Linked DNA regions of Rattus norvegicus: region 2 is linked to region 1. Evidence: chromatin contacts called from public Hi-C data. All regions are on one chromosome and are shown on one strand. Each heading gives the region's core, a stretch centred on a gene start, on an enhancer-like site or on the middle of the called end of the contact. The rest is flanking DNA. Distances are from core to core; before and after follow the strand shown. Region 1 holds the start of Spp1 (secreted phosphoprotein 1). Region 2 overlaps LOC134481890 (a long non-coding RNA gene).

The links. Hi-C and Micro-C count contacts between places; a contact is called where the count stands out from the background.
Region 2: a contact with region 1 is called in a Hi-C map of the A7r5 cell line, with 3 times the contacts expected there. The contact joins the enhancer-like site here to the promoter of Spp1 in region 1. A contact is called at or near these places in 5 of 12 Hi-C or Micro-C datasets (the A7r5 cell line, the Rat2 cell line, Schwann cells and 2 more).

The regions. Positions count from the first base shown.
Region 1 is chr14:5,618,026-5,622,677 of GRCr8, reverse strand. Spp1 (secreted phosphoprotein 1) reads left to right here and starts at 2,874. Exons shown (of 7, transcript NM_012881.2): 1 at 2,874-2,965; 2 at 4,648-4,652.
Region 2 is chr14:5,699,219-5,704,116 of GRCr8, reverse strand. It overlaps LOC134481890 (a long non-coding RNA gene), which reads right to left. Exons shown (of 3, transcript XR_010057774.1): 1 at 4,788-4,898; 2 at 3,403-3,626; 3 at 413-2,782. Among named protein-coding and RNA genes, the nearest start is that of Mepe, 35 kb to the left of the region's middle. Within about 2 kb of position 1,281, at least 17 of the 93 cell types and tissues checked have an H3K27ac peak or open chromatin away from gene starts, as enhancers often do. A contact at or near this core is called in the A7r5 cell line, where this site is marked.

The DNA.
Region 1 (4,652 bases), core at 1,625-4,124:
AAAAATCTCACCCTTTGATGAATACTGCCTCCTTTCCATAGACTAAACTTCTGACATATTAGTTATGCTGTCGAGACAATTCCAAGACATCTAACCTTTACTTGGGGACAAAAGGAATATATGTAGCTGAGAAAGCTGTACTATATAGAATCTAATTAGAAGCTTCCAGATAAGGGGAATATCAATTAAACAAAATTTCCCATCAACTTAAGTGGCATTACACACTTAACTCTTACAGTGATATGGGAATGTTTATGTAAGCAAGAGATTAACGGTGTTCTTTGTGTTTCTATCTAACTTCTTATGGGATTTACATTTTAAGATCACGAATCACACTTTGGAACTAAATGTCTTGATTCCCACTGACAAGATTTACAAAGAATTTGGGCATTTTAGACCCTTGCTCCTATCTACCAACTGTTAGCCGAGCCTGAGGCTTGGGAATAAAAGAGCCAACAGCGCTGCCTTTAAATCATTTAATGTGTGAATTCTAAACATCTGGAAAATCCCACTCAGGAAAAATGTCAGCGGCACAGTTGAATTCAGAAAGTCAAAGCACAGTGTGTGCCTTCTCAAGCCAGAGGGCATTTTGTCCTTCTCTGCTTTGCAGAACTGCGCCCAGCACACAGCGTCTCAACCTCAAGGTTGCAGACACTGAAAGCCGGTGTGAGTGTAGGAAGCAGTCAGTCCTGTCGACCTGGGATCGCTGAAGGCATCAACAGAGCAGGACAGGGGTGCTTTGGTTCTCAGGGTCCCTGGCCCTGGCTGCCAACTGGGTCATTGCTGAGAAATACTTCCTTAATCAGCATTCTGGGAAACGGGGTGTATACAGTCTGCCTCTATCCAGAAAGTCTTTGAAGCCTTTGACGGCTGCCTGTCACCCTTTCTAGAAATGCTGCCACCGTGTGGCACTCAGGGGTTACAAAGAGTCCTGGAAGGGTCATATGGTTCAGCTCCGAGGTGGCGCAGCTCCAGCAACATCTACTCCTATACCTCCATAATTCGTGTTGAGTCATTCCTGTGGGCTCAGGGTAAACTGCAGTGAACCCTGTGGACAGTTCGTTACTTTAGGATTTGTGGAATTTCCCTGCACAGCGCTGAAAACAAACTCATGTGGGTGTCGTGCTTAAAGGGCAGAAAGACTTTTTTTTTTTATTAAAAAAAGAAATAAGAAGCCTGTTTTTGCAACTTTATAACTTGTGTGATTTATATTCGATAGTCACAGGTGTTGTCTTAATAAAGTGTGTACCAATGACCTTCAGAGTAATAGCACCAATTTACTTAGAATGCATTCACCAAGAGATAACCCGAATGCTCCAAACAGCTTTGCACTATTCAGCCTAACCCTGAAGAAGATTATTTAATCTATATTTATATTTAAAACAGAATTTTGTAGGTGGCAACGGATGGCTAGTACAACAAAGGTTTGACTTAATTCTAATCTCAATTACTGCGTGCCTCTCACACTGGGGATGTAAGGTAATAAGTCCTGTGTTCTCCATTTCAGGTAATGGAAGAAAGGAAGTAATTGCAGGGCAATACTAAATATTTAAAGCAGTTTGCTTCACGTATAATTTTATCCCATTTGAATACCTCTGAACTATTCAGTAACGTTTTGTTAAGACAAATACTAAAACCTGCTTAAGTAGCCAACCTTATATATTCTAGGAAATAAAACTCAAAAGAAGATAATTCGGTAATATAAGTTGTTTCTTTAAAGATATTCAGAATACCCTTTAACGTGTACACCTTAAAGATCGATTCAAAGACGTTACAAATCACGGCTCCTTGCTCATGCTAAAGATTTCATTCAGTAACAGTTAATACACACGTTCTTTAACATGTGGGGGAGGGGGGCATTGCAACACGTGAGGTGCTGTTCACTGTACCAACGCTAGCTCATTGTCCTGCAGATAGGCTAAGCGACTTGTGCAAGGTCACACAGGGCACTGACTGCAGAAATCTGAAAGGCAGTCTGACTCCTGCAGTTTCCCCGCCCAGCAGGCATTCGGGCCTCACTCAAGCTGCTTGCTTCCGCCGGCTCTCTCAGAAGCAACCACCACTTCTGTTCTATGTGGCCATTATAGTTTAGATAGCGCGAGAACCATCACCCCCAGCTCCCCATCAGAGCAATGAGGTTCGTGTCTCTAAAGGTCAGTGGAGGCACGAGAGGAATTCAGGGTCACTGTGTGCTTTGTGCAGATGGCACATAGCGGCATAGTTCGAGTGTCAAAACCGAGGTGTTAGTTTGTTTTGCTTAGTTCCGAGGGGTTTTGTTTCTTTTGTGAGAAGGTCTCACTCTGTTGCCCATGCTGTCCTGGAACACAGTACGTAGCCCAGGCTAGCCTCAAACTCACGGTGATCTTTTGAAGCACAAAACTGAGCCACTATACCGTAAACAACCTAAGCTACTGAATACAATGGCAAAAAAAAAAAAAAAAAAAAAAAGAGGTTCTGAAATTTGTGCTGAGACAGCCGCTTTCTAGTCTTCAGCAAGTCTGAGAGAATCAAATGGTGTATCCATGTGTCCTTTATCTGTAACTTAGATACGACAAGAGTCCATACCTTTCAGTTCTATTGATGTTTTCCCACTAATTCAGTAACAATAAAGAAAATCTCTTCCCTTCCTTATGGGTCCCTGATGCTCTTCCAGGATTCTAAATGCAGTCTATAAACGAAAAGGGTAGTTAATGACATTGTTCATAAGTAATGCTTTGGTGTGTTTCCTTCTCTTCCTTTTTTTTTTAACCGCAAAACCAGAGTGGGGAGTGTAGGAGCAGGTGGGCCGGCCGTGGCAAAAACCTCATGACACATCACTCCGCCTCCTGGTTGGTGGAGACCGTCTGAAACAGCGTTTAAATTCTGGGAGGTCCGAGCCACCAGCAGCAGGACTGAAGGAGCTAAGCCTCAGCATCCTTGGCTTTGCAGTCTCCTGCGGCAAGCATTCTCGAGGAAGCCAGCCAAGGTAAGCCTGCAGCGGCCCGTGAGGCCGCAGTTCTCCTGGCTGAATTCTGAGGGTGAGTTCAGAGAATGTTCTTTTAACAGTAGTACTTGACTCGCACTGGTCTGGTCGTTTTAAATGAGCTGGTCAGGTACATTGGAGGCTTCCAGTTGTTTTCAAAGTCAGTTGGATGGAGACGTTAAGAATAAATCTAGTTGGCCCTCTAAAGGACAGAGAAAACAGCTACTAATCTCTCTCTCTCTCTCTCTCTCTCTCTCTCTCTCTCTCTCTCTCTCTCTCTCTCTCTCTCCCCCTCTCCCATTACTTCCTCTTCCTCTCTCTCTCTCTCCCATTCTTCCTCTCTTCCTCTCTCTCCCCTCTCTCCCATTCTTCCTCTCTCCCTCTCTCTCCCTCTCTCCCATTCTTCCTCTCTTCCTCTCTCCCTCTCTCCCTTTCTCCCCTTCTCCCTCTCTCCCTCCCTCTCTGTCTCTCTCTCTGTCACTCTCTGTCTCTGTCTCTCTCTATCTCTCTCTGTGTGTGTCTCTGTCTCTCTCTGTGTGTCTCTCTCTGTGTGTGTCTCTGTCTCTCTCTGTGTGTCTCTCTCTGTGTGTGTCTCTGTCTCTATCTCTCTCTGTCTCTCTCTATCCCTCTCTCTCTCCCTCTCTCTCCCTCTCTCTCACTCTTCCTCTCTTCCTCTCTCCCTCTCTCCCTCTCTCCCCTTCTCCCTCTCTCCCTATCTCTCTCTCCCCTTCTCCCTCTCTCCCTCCCTCTCTGTCTCTCTCTGTCACTCTCTGTCTCTGTCTCTCTCTATCTCTGTGTGTGTGTCTCTGTCTCTCTCTGTCTCTCTCTGTGTGTGTCTCTGTCTCTATCTCTCTCTGTCTCTCTCTCTCTCTCTCTCTCTCTCTCTCTCACACACACACACACACTGTAAAGTTCTATGTATCTTTGGAACAAATGTCTGCATCATTTTAAAGTGCGGGCTGACAGTGGAGATGAATAAAGAAATACCCTCTATGTTGATCTAGACCAGATACGGCTAGTTTTCGTATACTCTCTCGCTTCAAAAAGGAGCCTTCCTCGATGTCTTGCTTCTGCACTTGGCTTTTACAGTTTCCACTAAGGTCCCTGTGTGATAACATGGAGACTTCTCATCATGCACAGAAAAGCTACCCTCTGCTCTCAGTGGATTTTTTTTTATTCTAAATAGAATATCTTACTTAATTTCAAAGATACCTTTGTTTCTTTCGTCGTTGTATCACTTTCTTAATAACTTAGGTTAAAAATCACATTTGAAATGCAAATTGGGAAATGGAAAAAGCAATTTTTTTATCATTCTATTTTCTTTTTAATTTCTCTTCCTTGGAAAAAGTACTCTTATGGCAGGTCGTTGTTTTAATTACCAAATTCCTGTGAAACAGATCTTAGGTGTGGAGAGCTAGAGACATCAGATAGTGGGGGCATAAGCTCTGAGTCTCTGGATGTAAAGTTCGGATAAATAGAGCTGTGAAATTGCCCTCTCCCTTGCTAAGGATGAGAAGTGGAGAGAAAGAAAGGACACACAAATATTGGCTCAAAAGCCTCCATGCTGAAATTTTCTCTGAAGAAAGATTCCATAACTTATTGGTGGTTTGGGGGCGATGCAGTGGTGCAAAGGGTGTGTTTGAACCTGTAAAGACATCAACTGTGCCTCACAAAATATGTTTCAGGACCA
Region 2 (4,898 bases), core at 32-2,531, 83 kb before region 1:
TGCTCTCGCTTTGGGCTAAAACATTTAAAGAGAAGAAATGTCTGCAGCAAAGATTTTGGGCTTCACAGAATCAGGGTAATGATTGAAAAATGTTTGTCCCCAGCGACATCTGAAGGTCTCACAAGAGTAATAGAAGCCGAAGTCAATGACTTAGCCTCGTTTTACTGACTTTTAAAAACGCATTCTCCTTTGATCCAATTTTTCGTTACTCTCCTGAGGTTCAGGACTCTGCAGTCCACCAAAAAGGAAATGATTCGGAGAATTAACATATCCTAGCTTAGGAGGATCATTTGCAGTCCAACACAGTATATGTTTGTATCTGAAAGTATTCTGAGGTATCCGTACAGATATTAATAACTAGACAAACTATCAATTAACAGTTGTTGGCCTTGGGGTAAATATGGTCTGTTGTTTTGGTTTGGTTTTCAATTTAGTCATTTACTATGGACACTCAGCAGGGGAAAAAAAATACAAGTAACGAGGAAATGTGTGTGAGTTCAAGCTCTTGTCAGTGAGTCTGAGAGAGAGAGAGAGGTTGAGAGTGTGCAGAGAGCCAGGTGCTTTAGTCAGCAAAAGAGAGCTGTAGGAAGAAGTCACATGTCTTCTCTGTTCCCGCAACTGAGCACTTTGACGGTACAATAGTCTTCTTAAATTTCGAATCTAGGGGAGCAAGTTGACAAAAACACGAGCCAAAAGTGGGGTGTGGTTAGGAATCTGGGTGCTATACTCACCCACTTGAGATAGATCATACCTGCTCCTCCCTGAGCTGGAAAGTCTAGGGTGAAGGAAGGGAGGTGGCCTTGTGGAAGGGACGATAACTTGAAATGTTTGAATGACTAATATGTAAGTTCATATTTCTACTTGATCTAGAGGGTCATCCTTTTAAGTTGAAATGTCAAATTGTCAACCTCATTAAGTCTTGTGGACCACAACTCAAAAAACGCTGACCCTGGTTGCCGTGTCTGGAAGTCATAGAAATGAAGTGACTTTAGAGGTAAAGGAGTTGACATCTTCCAGAAAGCTGGTACCAAATACACACAAGGTTATCCTCAGCATTGATTTATTGGGCTTCGCTTTCTGTGATAAACAAACAACAAACAAAACCCTCTGCTTCGGCCAGCGACGACGAACTCTGGAAATCCGTAAGCGATGCTGCGGGCTGAGCTAACCGAAACCCAGGCTTCTGTTTCCTTCTCCCCGGGGCCCTGAGACTTGTCTCTCTTGCCTTTGCTAAATATAGCAGCTGGCTTCCTGCTCATTCGCAGCTGACTGGAGAATTTCATTATGAAGGTGGAAAGCTAACAACACCGTCACCCGATGAATAAGACGGTCAGCTGACCGCGCTCCTTGCTCTGTGGAAAATTTATGACAATGAGAGGCGCTGAGTGACAGCGAAGTTCATTAAAACAGCTCATTAGAGTGACACGCGAGTGCAGGAGACGTCCCTTACGGTCTCCCTGTGTGTGTAGTAACTCCAAGCCTGCTGGGTTGGAGTCCAATAGGGGGGATTCCTTTTCTTCTTATTCAGACCTGTGGACCTTGCCAATGTGATTTCAAGACCCTTTCCTGAGTCTAATCCAGCTCAGGGAGTCGCTTCTTTAAGGGATTCTTCACGGCCATCTTTTAGCAAGTTTCTGTGGCATAGCTATAGAACAGGCTTCCATTATGTGTGTAGGCGTGTCTTTGTGACTTTGCCCACATTTCTCCCTTATAAAAAGTCTTTGTGCTAACAAAAGCACCCACAGAGCTTTGTCTGAGGACACAGTTCATATTCTGTCAACTTTACCTGAAGAATTCTCTCACCCCTCATCAGCCCAACTGGCAAAGCACAGCTCAGGTCTCCCTTCTGCCAGGCTGTTCATTAGATCCAGCGAGACCCAATTAGTCCCCCGGATCAGTTACATAATGTGTATCCTGCCCAGTGTTGGATCTCTTTCCCACTGACAGAGGTCATTGGGTCAAAAATATAAAATTCCGAATCGCTACCTACTGACCCGGGTCTATTGCAGTTAGCACCTCCAAGAGAAGGACTTTCCTTGTGATTTGACACCAGCCGCCAGGAAGATCCCTGTGGAAAGACTGAACTCACATAAAACTCCTCCTCACCATCTGATGTAAAGCTGTAGATACATTTATCCCATTGTAGTGTTGTGTAAGAAATAATTGCATTCTCTCCCATCCCTGTCTGTTAGTTGTAGAATTATATACTACTCACCGTCTGACAATTCTTCTTCTTACCTGATAAAAGACCTCTCAGCTTTAATACATAGGCATTTACTTCATACTGTGTAGAAGCTCCATATTGATCCATTATAGGAATCAAACTTTTGTAAGGATTTTTATATATTATTATTAATTATTTCTTTATTTACATCCCAAATGTCCTCCTCCCCTTTGCTTCTGAGAGGCTGCCCCCAACCAGGAATTCCAACACTCTGAAGCATCAACTCTCTACAGGATTAGGCACATCCTCTCCCACTGAGGCCAGACAAGGCAGCTCTCTGAAACATATGTGTCAGGAAGAGGGGGTGGCTTGGACCACTCCGTGTGTGCTCTTTGATTGGTGACTCAGTTTTAGGAAGCTCCCAGTGGTCTGGGTTAGTTACACTGTTGGTCTTGTTGGTCTTCCTATGGGGTTGCCATCCCCTTCAGCTCCTTCCAACCTTCCCCTAACTCTTCCGTAGGGGTCCCTGACCTCAGATCAATACTTAGCTGTGAGTATCTGCATCTGTCTCACTCAGCTTCTAGGTAGAGCCTCTCAGAGGACAGCCGTGCTAGGTTCCTGTCAGGAAGCAAAACATGGCATCCGTAAGAGTGTCAGGGTTTGGTGCCGGCCCATGGGATAAATCCTACGGTCTGGAATCAAACATTATCTAGACAGTCTCTTGCTAATAAAAAAAATACTGAGTTTTTTTTTCAAATTTTAAAAATTATACATAGTACTTAAATGAACATTCTGTTTATGCATTTTCGGAAATCTATCTATGAAACATGATTTTCTTCAAGTAGAGTTTTTAGCATATAGGAATTTCAGTGGGTTTTTAAATATTCTCCTTGCATTAAGGTATTTATCATACGTGTGCCTGTGCAGGGGCATGTGCCACAGTGTGCATGTGGACACCAGTAGAGAGTTTGCAGTTCTCTCCTATCACTGTGCAGGTGCCAGGCGCTGAGCTGTAGCTGGCAGGCTTGGTGGCCAGGGCCACCCTCTAAGCCTTCTTACCAGCCTGGCTCTCAGTTTTGAGAAAATAGGCCAAACAACTCTGCTTCAAAAGTACCTAATTATTTCTTCTACAAGAGACCTATCAACTTATTTCAGTAGCATTTCAGAAAGATTTGGGGAATGAAAACCAGCCAGAAAGATGGAAACATGCAATGGCCCTGAGAAGGAGGCAGACATACTTGCAAGAGGGACTTCAAAGAGTCCAACTTATTAGGGAAGATGGACAGAAGAACAATGTTTGACGTCAGCGCATGGAGAGGATCCTGGTCGGCGGAGACAGTCAGTAAATGGCCGTCAATAAAATACTTGCTACTGACGCTGAGGGAGTCGACAAGCAACCATCTGGGACACATTGGTCAGCATGTCTAGTCAAATTGGTAAGCTCCATGTTCAGTGAGAGATCCTGGCTCAAGAAATAAGGTGGAAGATTATTAAGAAAGACAGCTGACACCTGACATATGTATGTATACATGCGCACACATCCACATAACACATTGCACACACATAGTCCACAGGTGCTCACAGACAAAGGTGGGAAGATCCTCACACCCAGAGGTTAAGACTAAAATAGTCCTGCCCCAATTAGAGTCTGCCTGAGTTTTCTAAAAAACTATCAACACACCAAGTATCCATTAAGAATCATCTCCAATCCCGGAGAGGGACAGAGCACACCGGGCTGTCTTAATAACGTTGTTTATACTGTAGGTCTACGTTTCATACCATAGTTAACCAGTGGAATGCACAGCAGCTATGACTGTGTAAATCCCTAGAGGTGAATGCTACTTGAATTGATTCATGAACTCTTGCTATGAGTTAAAATATTAATTTGTTACTTGAAGAATAAATACATTACTTTTTTCTTCTATTAGAGAAGCAGGGCATTGACTCTGAACTCATTCAGAGGTGTCAAGGAACTTAGTAGAAATCTATGAGTGTTAATTCATTTGCGGTTGAAGGCTGATAAAAACTGGGCCACACAGTGACTAAGGAGATGCGAGTAATTCTTGTTAGGGGAAGAGAAACTGAGTGTAAGTTACATTGTTGCCAAAGAGGTTAAAGGTCAATGAAAACTGTCACCATTCTAAACTCTGGGTAGATCAATAGGTGTGAAAGCCGTGAAGGAGCGGATGGATATCCTTCTTGATAAAATGCGTCAATCACCCGTGGAAGAGTTCTGCTCAAACAGTCATGAGCAAGTGGTTACAACCCACCAAGAGTCACAGGAAATTTAGAAATAGATGAGATCATGAAGATGCAGTCAGCAAACATGGACTTTAAAAAGTCTTCATTTTTAACCCCAAGAAACTAAAAAGTAGGAAAGGAGAGAAAATTCCCCATATCAGGAGACTTGCAGAGGTGCAGGAGTGGTATTTGGGTCTTATTTCAAACGGAATGAAAATAAGACGGTTGAAGAAATTTACTATTTACTAAGTAATTCAGAAAATTAAGTTGCTCCCATTTCCAGATATAACAATGGCATTACTTGTTCTTATTCGTAAATATATATATATATATATATGTATATATATATATATATGTAATAAGATATAAATAAAACTCTTACTAGAGTCCCAGAACAGAGGCTTGACTCTGGCCATTTCAGGTCTGATCTAGAGACTACTTATCAAAATGAGAAATTGTGGGGAAGGAAGGATTTTGCATTTCATAAGGTCAA